Regions from separate parts of the Oryctolagus cuniculus genome. Here region 1 is linked to region 2. Evidence: chromatin contacts called from public Hi-C data. All regions are on one chromosome and are shown on one strand. The core of a region is the stretch at or near the end of the contact, and the rest is flanking DNA. Distances in the headings are between cores, read along the strand shown. Region 1 holds the start of EHD3 (EH domain containing 3). Region 2 has its middle 55 kb from the start of EHD3.

The links. A called contact is a pair of places that touch in the nucleus more often than the background predicts.
Region 1: a Hi-C map of embryonic fibroblasts shows a contact between it and region 2, with 2.9 times the contacts expected there. The contact joins the promoter of EHD3 here to the enhancer-like site in region 2. A contact is called at or near these places in 2 of 6 Hi-C or Micro-C datasets (ear pinna and embryonic fibroblasts).

What each region holds. Positions count from the first base shown.
Region 1 is chr2:171,418,867-171,423,044 of mOryCun1.1, reverse strand. EHD3 (EH domain containing 3) reads left to right here and starts at 2,143. Exons shown (of 6, transcript XM_002709932.5): 1 at 2,143-2,851. The coding sequence starts at 2,625. LOC103347710 (a long non-coding RNA gene) reads right to left here and starts at 1,955. Exons shown (of 2, transcript XR_516297.4): 1 at 1,391-1,955.
Region 2 is chr2:171,363,318-171,367,805 of mOryCun1.1, reverse strand. It overlaps a transcript of XDH not described here. Among named protein-coding and RNA genes, the nearest start is that of EHD3, 55 kb to the left of the region's middle. Within about 2 kb of position 2,980, at least 1 of the 8 cell types and tissues checked has an H3K27ac peak or open chromatin away from gene starts, as enhancers often do.

The DNA.
Region 1 (4,178 bases), core at 894-3,393, 56 kb before region 2:
GTTCTTAATGGGGCACTCAATGTCCCCCCGCCACCCCGGCTGTCCTGACCTCTCTCCCAAGATGGGCCCAGACCTCTCCAAGCTCCACACACCCTCGGCATTTGCTCTGATTGTACATGTGAGTTGTCCAATGTTTGTGATACTACTTCAGTGGACAAGCTGGAGCCTAATTGCCAAGGATGAAATATTCATCTAAGTGGTTTCTCTATCAGGGGTACAGAGAATGCAGGGAGAGGTAATCAGCTTTGGAGTTTAAGGATCCAGGAGATCAGAGCTGTCACTGAGGAGGTTCTATTCAGCACCCGCCTCCGCTTAGCGTAGCAAAGCCCCATGGCTTCACTGTCATCCTCTACCCAAAGCTTCCACAGGCACTTCAAATGCACCATGTGTCAGACCAAACGCATCGGCCCTATCTGCTCCATCCTCTTTCTTCTTGCCTCCTAGTTAGTGGAGGAGCTTCTGCAAGCGTCTATAGTAGAAAATCCAGAATCAGCTTAGACGCGATCTCACCCTTCTTTCCTTCTCACCAAGACCTGTGAGTTCTACCCTGAAGGAAAATCTCTTGGCTCAGACATCTTCTCTGCTCCTACTGCTGATGCCTCCCAGCCTCCTGAACCATCTCCTGGCCTCCAGCCTCTGTCGTTCCTCTGCTCCCTGTCCATCCTGGCCCCCAGCATCGTCAGTCCCCACCTGGTGCTTTAGCCTACCTGGCTTCCTCACCTGTGGAACAGAGGCAGGGGAAGCCATCTACCTTAGGAGGAGCATTTGCTCACCACGTTGTTCACAACAGTGCTAATACAAAGCAGATCAATCCTGAGTTGGTTTACTCTTATGTTTAAATCCCCTACAGACAATGCACCCCTTTTTGCCCATACCTGGCCCATGTTCCCATCTGCTCTCCTGGGTATGCTGCTGGAGGTAATAACGTCTGCCTCACAGAGCTGCTGTATTCCTCAGCTTTTGGCCACTAGGGCTAAACACCTCACCCAGGCTACTTGCAAAGGAAGAGGGTTTCTCTGGGCTAACAGTTTTGGGGTGCAAGACTGGCCCCATTGGTTGGACCCTCTGATGAAGTTGGCAAAATGAGTGAGCCCATGGTGAACCAGGAAGCAGAGAGTGACCACAATCAGCTGAGCCTTTGTAAGCAACCCTCTGGGGAGAACACCTCCCAAGGGCATGTGTCCAGTGACCTAAGGACCTACCTCCTAAACACCTCAATTGGATCACCCCTTTCTATGCTCTTAATACAGCAATTTAGGACTTCTGCACGAGGTCAGGAGCCATATCTTACTCAAGCTACAACAGCTAGGAAGGTTAGAGGAAACACTGCTGGCAGAGACCATAACCCTGGGGAGCAATGTGTTAGCGCAACAGTGACTAGGAAGAGTACCGTTTTAGTTCCCAGTCGCTGTGTGTCCCGGCCTTCACAGCCTCAGCCTCCTTTGCCTGACTTCAGTCACCTGCTCCACCTTCTTGGAGTCCACTCCAGTTCTGCCAAGCTGCTTGCTCTGTCTTGGACTCAACACATTCCTCCACGTTCCTCAGGCCTTCGCAAGGGCCGCTTGCTCCGCCTGGAACGTCCATCCATGGTTGACTGGACCCAGCGCCTGCGTGAGTGAGGCTCCCCTTCCCTGGGCTCCCAAGGCCCCCTGCCAGCGTGTCCCCCTTGCACGGCTGGCCTCGGCCGCCACTGCGGGACCTCAGCCTATATAAGCGCTCCAGTTAACCTCAAGTCACCACAAGGTGCCTGCCCGCTGATAAGAACACAGCACTAGCGGAGCCAGGCGTGTCTGGTGGGCAGGAAGGAACAAACAAAATGAGGGAAGGAATGCCAACAGCGTTGAGCTCACCCCAAGCCTGGCAAACAGTTCAGGAGGCGGCCCCTCGAGTGGTTTCATTGAACCTGACATTGGACCATCCTTCCCACGCGCCCGCAAGAAAAAATACTGCCAAATACTAGAGTACCTGCGTTCTGAGCGCAGTGGCTGGAAGGAAACGCCAGCCTCCAAGCAGGGCATCTCGATTCTGTCTTCGCAGCCGTCCCTGAGAGGGCGCTGTTCCCAAGGCCAGGGCCCAGCCGCCCGCGCCTGCCCCACGGGACGCGGTCGGCCCCGGCTCTCCTCAGAGCGCTGCCCTCAGACATGGCGGCGCCCTGCCCGGCTTCGCGTCGCTGGCACCGCGCGGCCGGCCCGGCCTTGCCAGCACTCGGGGACTTCCTCCGCGCGCCGGCTTCCTGCGAGGCTGGCATTTAAACGGCGCCGGGGCCGCGGGATGCCGCTGCGGCTGCGGAGCTGTCCGCGAACCGCGCAGCCGCGGAGCCCGAGCATCTCTTAGCCGGCGGCGAGCGCGACGCGAGCCAGGGCGAGGGCTGGCAAGGGGGGCCGGGGACCCCGGCATCTGGCAGTTTCCTCGCAGCCTCGACGTTCGTTTATTTCCAAGAGCGCAGCCCTCCTGCGCCGCGGCGCCGAGTCGAGCCGAGCCCCGGCCTGGGCTGCCGCCGAATGAAGCCGGGGGCCAGCGGCGGCGCGTGGGCCATGGTGCGGCTGAGCTCCGAGCTCTCCCGGTGAGCAGCGCCTTCCCCGAGAGCCTGCTGCGCCTGGGCGGCGGGGCGCGCGGCCGTCGCGATGTTCAGCTGGCTGGGGACCGACGATCGCCGGAGGAAGGACCCTGAGGTCTTCCAGACGGTGAGCGAGGGGCTCAAGAAACTCTACAAGACCAAGCTGTTGCCCCTGGAAGAGCATTACCGCTTCCATGAGTTCCACTCGCCGGCCCTGGAGGACGCCGACTTCGACAACAAGCCCATGGTCCTGCTGGTGGGCCAGTACTCCACCGGGAAGACCACCTTCATCAGGTGAGCAGCCGGCTCGGCGTCGGAGGCCCACCCCACAGGTGCATTGCCGGGCCCCCTCCGCGTGCTGCCCGGCGCCTCTCCTCTGCCCTGACCCCTTGGCCCCGGTGGTCCGTTTGCACTGCTCAAGTTCAGAGCCATCCCTGTGCTTCTCCATGGAGGAGGAGGGGAGGCCCCAGAGGCGTAGGCGGGAGAGCTCCTGGTCTGCCCAGCACCTTTCGCCCTCGGAGGGACCTGTCCTTGGTGGCCAGGACCACCTCCTCCCTTTCCAAGGCTGCCCCCTCCTGCGGGGGCCCTGGCAGTTGCAGCTGAGGAGGTGTGCAGGGAACAGGCCCCGGGGAATGGAGGTGGCCTGCTGACCTCTCCACCTTGTCCTCCTCTGAGGCAGAGCTCCTGTGGGTGCCTGGACAAGAGCAGGGTCCCGAGGCAGAATGCCCTTTTTTCTCTCGTTTGGGTCTGAATGACTCAATCCTAATATTAAGCACTCGTAGCAGAAGGGACATTGGCATTGTCTCATCCAGGGCCTGGACTTTGCAGGTGAGCAGACTGAGGTGTGGGGGGGTCAAGGGGTGCGTGGCAGGCCTGGGGCACGGGTTCTAGGTGTGCATGAAAAGATGGTTGGCTAGGGGCCTGTGGCTTGGAGGGTGAGTCAGCCATGCCCTTGAATCACAGATGGCTGAGCTGGACAGAGCCTCTGAAAGCTCTGCTTGTCCACCCTGCCTTCACGGACACCCATAAATTGTCCCCTGAGTGAGGACAACCCTCCTTTTCCTTGGAAAACAGGCTTTACTGTGGTCCTCCATCCATGCAAATGCAAGGCCAGGCCACTGAGAACCATTCCAAACTGTACAGAGCACCGAGCATCAGTCCCCTACCGTGTGGGATGGGGTGCAGTGACCCCACCCCACCCCAGAGCCAAGGTGCTCATCTTCTGCAGAGCGTCTGAAAGCAGGGACCCTTGTGTTTCCACTCAGTGGCTGTTGGAGCACTGTGCCTGAGCGAGGAGAGTGGAAAAGCTGAATGTGGTTCCTAGTTGTCGAGGTACTAATTTTCTCTAACATTAAGCTTGTCGCACAGCCTTCTGGGAGCTGGACGTGCACCATGCTAACGTGTCACGCCTGGTCAGATTTTGGCCCTGTGGAGTGGATGGCCTTGCACGTAGCGGCTCTGGGAGACCAGGTGATTTCTGAAGAAGTATGGAGCCTGTGGTGATGATGGGCTTGTTGGAGCCTGCCTGTTTTCTATTGTTAGAATAGGCAAGAGCCCTTGGACAATAATCCTTTGCTCCTTTTAAAACATCAGCATCTCCTTTGAAAATCTGATGGAAGCT
Region 2 (4,488 bases), core at 1,731-4,230:
CTGCTCTGTCCCACCTGTCTGCCACCAGCAGGATCTCCGGCTAAGGAAACATGTGGGACGTGCCCAGACTGACACAGAAAGATCCAGAAGGCCTGGGCTCTGGGGAGCAAGGGGGCTGGTCAGGCACGTGAGGGCCAGCTTCCAAGGCCCACACAGCAGCTTGTTGAGCTGGAAAAGCTCAAGATGGGAAGTTGTAGGGCTGGAATGAAGATGCACAGAGACAGCCAAGGCCGTGGGTTTCAGCTAGAAAGTTCATTTACTTGGTGTTTGTCGATGCTCCTAAGTGGCAGGCACTGTGTTGACGTCTCTGAGGCTCAGTTTCCGCCTTACGTTGCCCACAGGTTAGCAGTTTCTGCCGCCACGACCATGCCCCCAGGAGAGGTTCTGGAAATACTTGCAGCAGTGGGCGACGGCTCAGGTTGGAAGCTGGCACCTGTGCGAGGCTTCAGAGCAGGTGCCCTCGTCTCTGCAGAGCTCAGCTGTGTGCCCTGGCTGCGGGCAGTGGGCCGGGAGGAGTGGGACGCAGAGGGCTCCAGGCTCCCAGGAGCCTGTCAGAGGTCAGTGAGAGGAGCTCCTCTCCCAGGACCCCTGTGGCTTTCTGTAAACACACACGGCTCGGAATTCCTGCCCAGCGGAGGTCCAGGAAAGGGAAAAAAAAAAAAAAAAAAAAAAACCACACACAGGGCCCTGTGCTGCCCCCACCCTGGGCCAGGTTCCATAAACACCCATGATTAAAAATACCAGGGGCCCTTCAGGTGGGACCCCTGGCCCGAGCAAGGCAAGAGCAGCCCTGTTGAGCAGAAAGCTGAGGCTGGGCTCTGGGTGGACTGTTCCCAGGAGCTTTGTAAGGAACCTGGAAGGCCCTAGAAGAAAATCGCACAGGAAACTCGTTGATTCTGTCTCAGAATGGAATTCAGTGAAGGCCTGTTGCCTCCTTCCTCGTAGTTATCATCAAATGGAAAAATTGCCTATTCTCCAAAGACTCCCTGGCAACTCTAACTGCCCGGTCCTTCCTATCTTTTCAACACCCCCAGGAAATGCTGGGGAATGCCTAGGGTACAGAGACCCCTGGGGAGGGGCTGGGAGCAAAGGAGAGTTTGAACCCTGTGGGGTAGGCTGTGGCCAAAGCTGGAGCTAGAGCCCAGGGAGGCAGCCATGGGAGCAGAAAGACTCAGGGGTGCTCCATGGGCAGGGTTCCAGCTACCCCTGCCGAGCCGGGAAGACACCCTGCACCCTTCTTGCCATGACTTCAAAGTCCTCTTAGAACAGGCTCTATGTTGCCAGAGGGAGCACTCCTAAAAACGTTAAGGTGACAGCAAGTGACTTTGTTTCAGATTGCTTGCATGAGCCTCCTTGCCCTTCCCAGATCCCCCCTTAGGGGGCTGCAGTCCCCCCTGGGTAGAACCCAGGCCTTGGGAAGCAACAGGAAGAGGTCCCACCTGCCACCACTCTCAGCAACCTCCCCAGGAAGCTCTTGCTGTCTATCCCTGAAGCCCTGGGCTCTGCATGTGTAGAGGCCATGATTACCCATGGCGCGCGCGCGTGTCTGTGTGTGCGTATCTGGCATCACATAAGACTCATAGAACTACAAGCTGCCACCTGGACACTTTGCCTCCCTCCTGCCAAGGAGGCAGGAATTTGGGGCAGTCAACCCTGGCCAGCAGGAGGAGGTAGAGCTGCTGCTGCCCACTGAGGACAGGAAGGGCTGCCCTTGGCACCAGGTAGTGAATCTACTTGCCTGTCTTTGACAGTGAGTGAAAATCAAGCAGTCACGGGGAGGAGATGCTTCCACAGCCTCTAGGAAGTGCTGGATCCCAGTGGCACAAAAGCAGGACTTCTGTAGACCTGGGATGAGCAGCCCAGACCCCTCTTCAGGGCCGAAGGACTTGTGCCCTTGACTGCCATAAGTGCTGCCAGCTGCCAACTCTCTATGATCACCTTGGTAAGGAGCTGGCATTGTGGTGTAGCAGGTAAGGCCATCGCCTGTGATGCTGGCATCCCATTTGGGTGCCAAGTAGTGTCCTGGCTGCTCCACTTCTGATCCAACTCCCTGCTGGTGGCCTGGGAAAAGCAGCAGAAGATGGCCCAAGTACTTGGGCCCCTGTACCCACATGGGAGAACTGGATGAAGCTCCTGGCTTCGGCCTGGCCCAGTACTGATCATGGCAGCCATCTGGGGAGTGCAAGAGTAGATGGAAGAACTCTCTTTTTCGGTCTCTCCCTCTCTAACTCTGACTTTCAAATAAATAGCTAAATAAATCTTTTAAAATAATAAATATTCACCTTGGTAGAAGAGTCACCTTGCCCAAAGTCACACCCCCTCCCGGGGGAACTTGCATGCATGACCAGTTGGCACAAGAGCTGAAAAACCCTACGTCCTTGCCACAACTCAAAACAGACATGAGCAGCAGCCCCATCTCCTTCACTGGGAGAGAAAAGGGAAGGGGTGCAGCCTAGAAGCAAAGGGAAGAGAAAGGACCCAAAGGAGAGGGGGCCTGGCAGGAGGCCAGGACTGGAGACAGAAGAGCTCACAGCCTCGGCCGGGAAGGGGAAGGCATGGGAAGACTTGCCGTTACAGAAGGGGCAGAGCAAGGAGTTCCAAGGGTCCCCCTGTGTTTCCCAAGGGTCTTGTCCATTGCAGTTGCAAGCTTCCCTCGCAGCCAACGGTCTGGCCACCCACATGTAGAAGAGAACCCATGGCCTGCTGGGGGTGCACACAGGCCCCAGGCACTGCCAGCCAGGAAAGGGATGAGGCGAGGCCCAGCAAAAGCCAGGTGCAGGTGCAGGCCATCAGTCCAGACCCCGCTCTGTGTGTGTTCTAGACCTGATGAGTTTCTCAATCAGGGGCTCAGAGTGTTATCCAACAACAGCCTCGAGATTTGAGTCAATTAACTTAGATTCCAGATCTGACTCACCTTCGCATCCACAGGCTAGGCGACTTGAGTGAGTCAGCCAACCTCTCTAAGCCTGTTTCCTTATCTGGAAAATGGGATTCGTGCCCAATCATGAAATCACTGTAACTCAAAGCTGTCACTAAACACCAGAGTGTCTGTGGGGTATGGAAGGCACCAGGGAGGTGGGACAGCCCTGGAAGGGGAACAGCCCTGCACGCTAGGCCCAGCACCACTGTTCACTAGCCCTGGGACCTTGGACAGGTACTGAAAGTTTTTAAAGGAGACTATATTTTTTAGGGCAGCTTTAGGTCCACAGCATAGCTGAATGGAAAATGCAGAGCCCTCTTCTACACAGCCTCTCCCGCCCACCATCAACATCCCCTAACAGAGCAGTGTATTTGCTACAATGCACGAACCTCCATGGACACAACACTAACCTCCAAGGTCCAGCGTACACCAGGGCTCCCTCTCGGCACTGCACTTTCCATGGGTTTGGACAAATGTGCAATGACACACACCCACTACCCTAATATCACACAAATCTCCAGAGCTTCATCTGTTCATCTCTTGCTGTCCCCAAGCCCCTGGAAACCACTGAACTGTTGTCTCTGGAGTTTTGCCTTTTCTAGAATATCATCCACGTAGAGTTCTAATCACAGTATGTAACCTTTCCAGATGGGCTTCTTTCATTCAGTAATAAGCATTAAGTTCCCTCCATAGCTTTTCATGACTTGATAGCTCATTTCCTACTCATGTTAAGTAATATTCCATTGTCTGGACATGACCTTTTGCCCATGCACCCACCAAGGGACATCTTTGTGGCTTCCGAGTCTTGGCAATTACAAACAAAGCTGCTATGCACAGCATGGGTGGGACTTTGCATGAATAGAACTCTTCAGCTCATGGGATGAACACCAAGGGGGCCTGATGGCTGGCTTAGCTGCCCTGTACCTCTCCCGAGCCTCATTTTCTTCACTGGTAAAGCATAGATAACAAGCAGCACCTCTCATCACTGTGAAGTCTAAGACAATGCACAGGGATAACACAGTGCTGTGCCCAGCCCATGGTCACCACCCCTGTTGCCCAACTCAACAAATGAAGGAAGCAGTACAAACTACTTCAATACAAATTGGAGGAGGCAGACAATACAGGCAAATTCCACAGTCTGTGAGCCATCTGTCCACACTCCAAGAAACACTTGGGTGCTGTCAGGGTGCTCCTACCACCACAAAGGCAAAATCTGGCAATCTCCTCATGACCTTTGACCCCCAGTGCTAAGCAGCCCGAGCCAGGGGAGAGGAGGTAGTGGTGAACTCAGTGTGGCTGGTGGCTACCACAGCAGATAGCACAGAGCAGAACATTCCCGTCTTCACAGAAGCGTCTGGAAGGTGAGTTCTAGAACATTCTTCCCCTAAGTCCAACTCATCCTTCAAGTCTCAGCTTCAATGCCACATCCCACAGAGGACTCTTCCAATGCTTTGGGCTAAACCAAGATTTGCTGTTTTATCTCTCATGGGACCTGCAACTTTCATTCTTAGTTCTTAGAATTGTTGGCAAAGTTGTATTCATGCATGCAATTGTTTTCTAAAGATCTC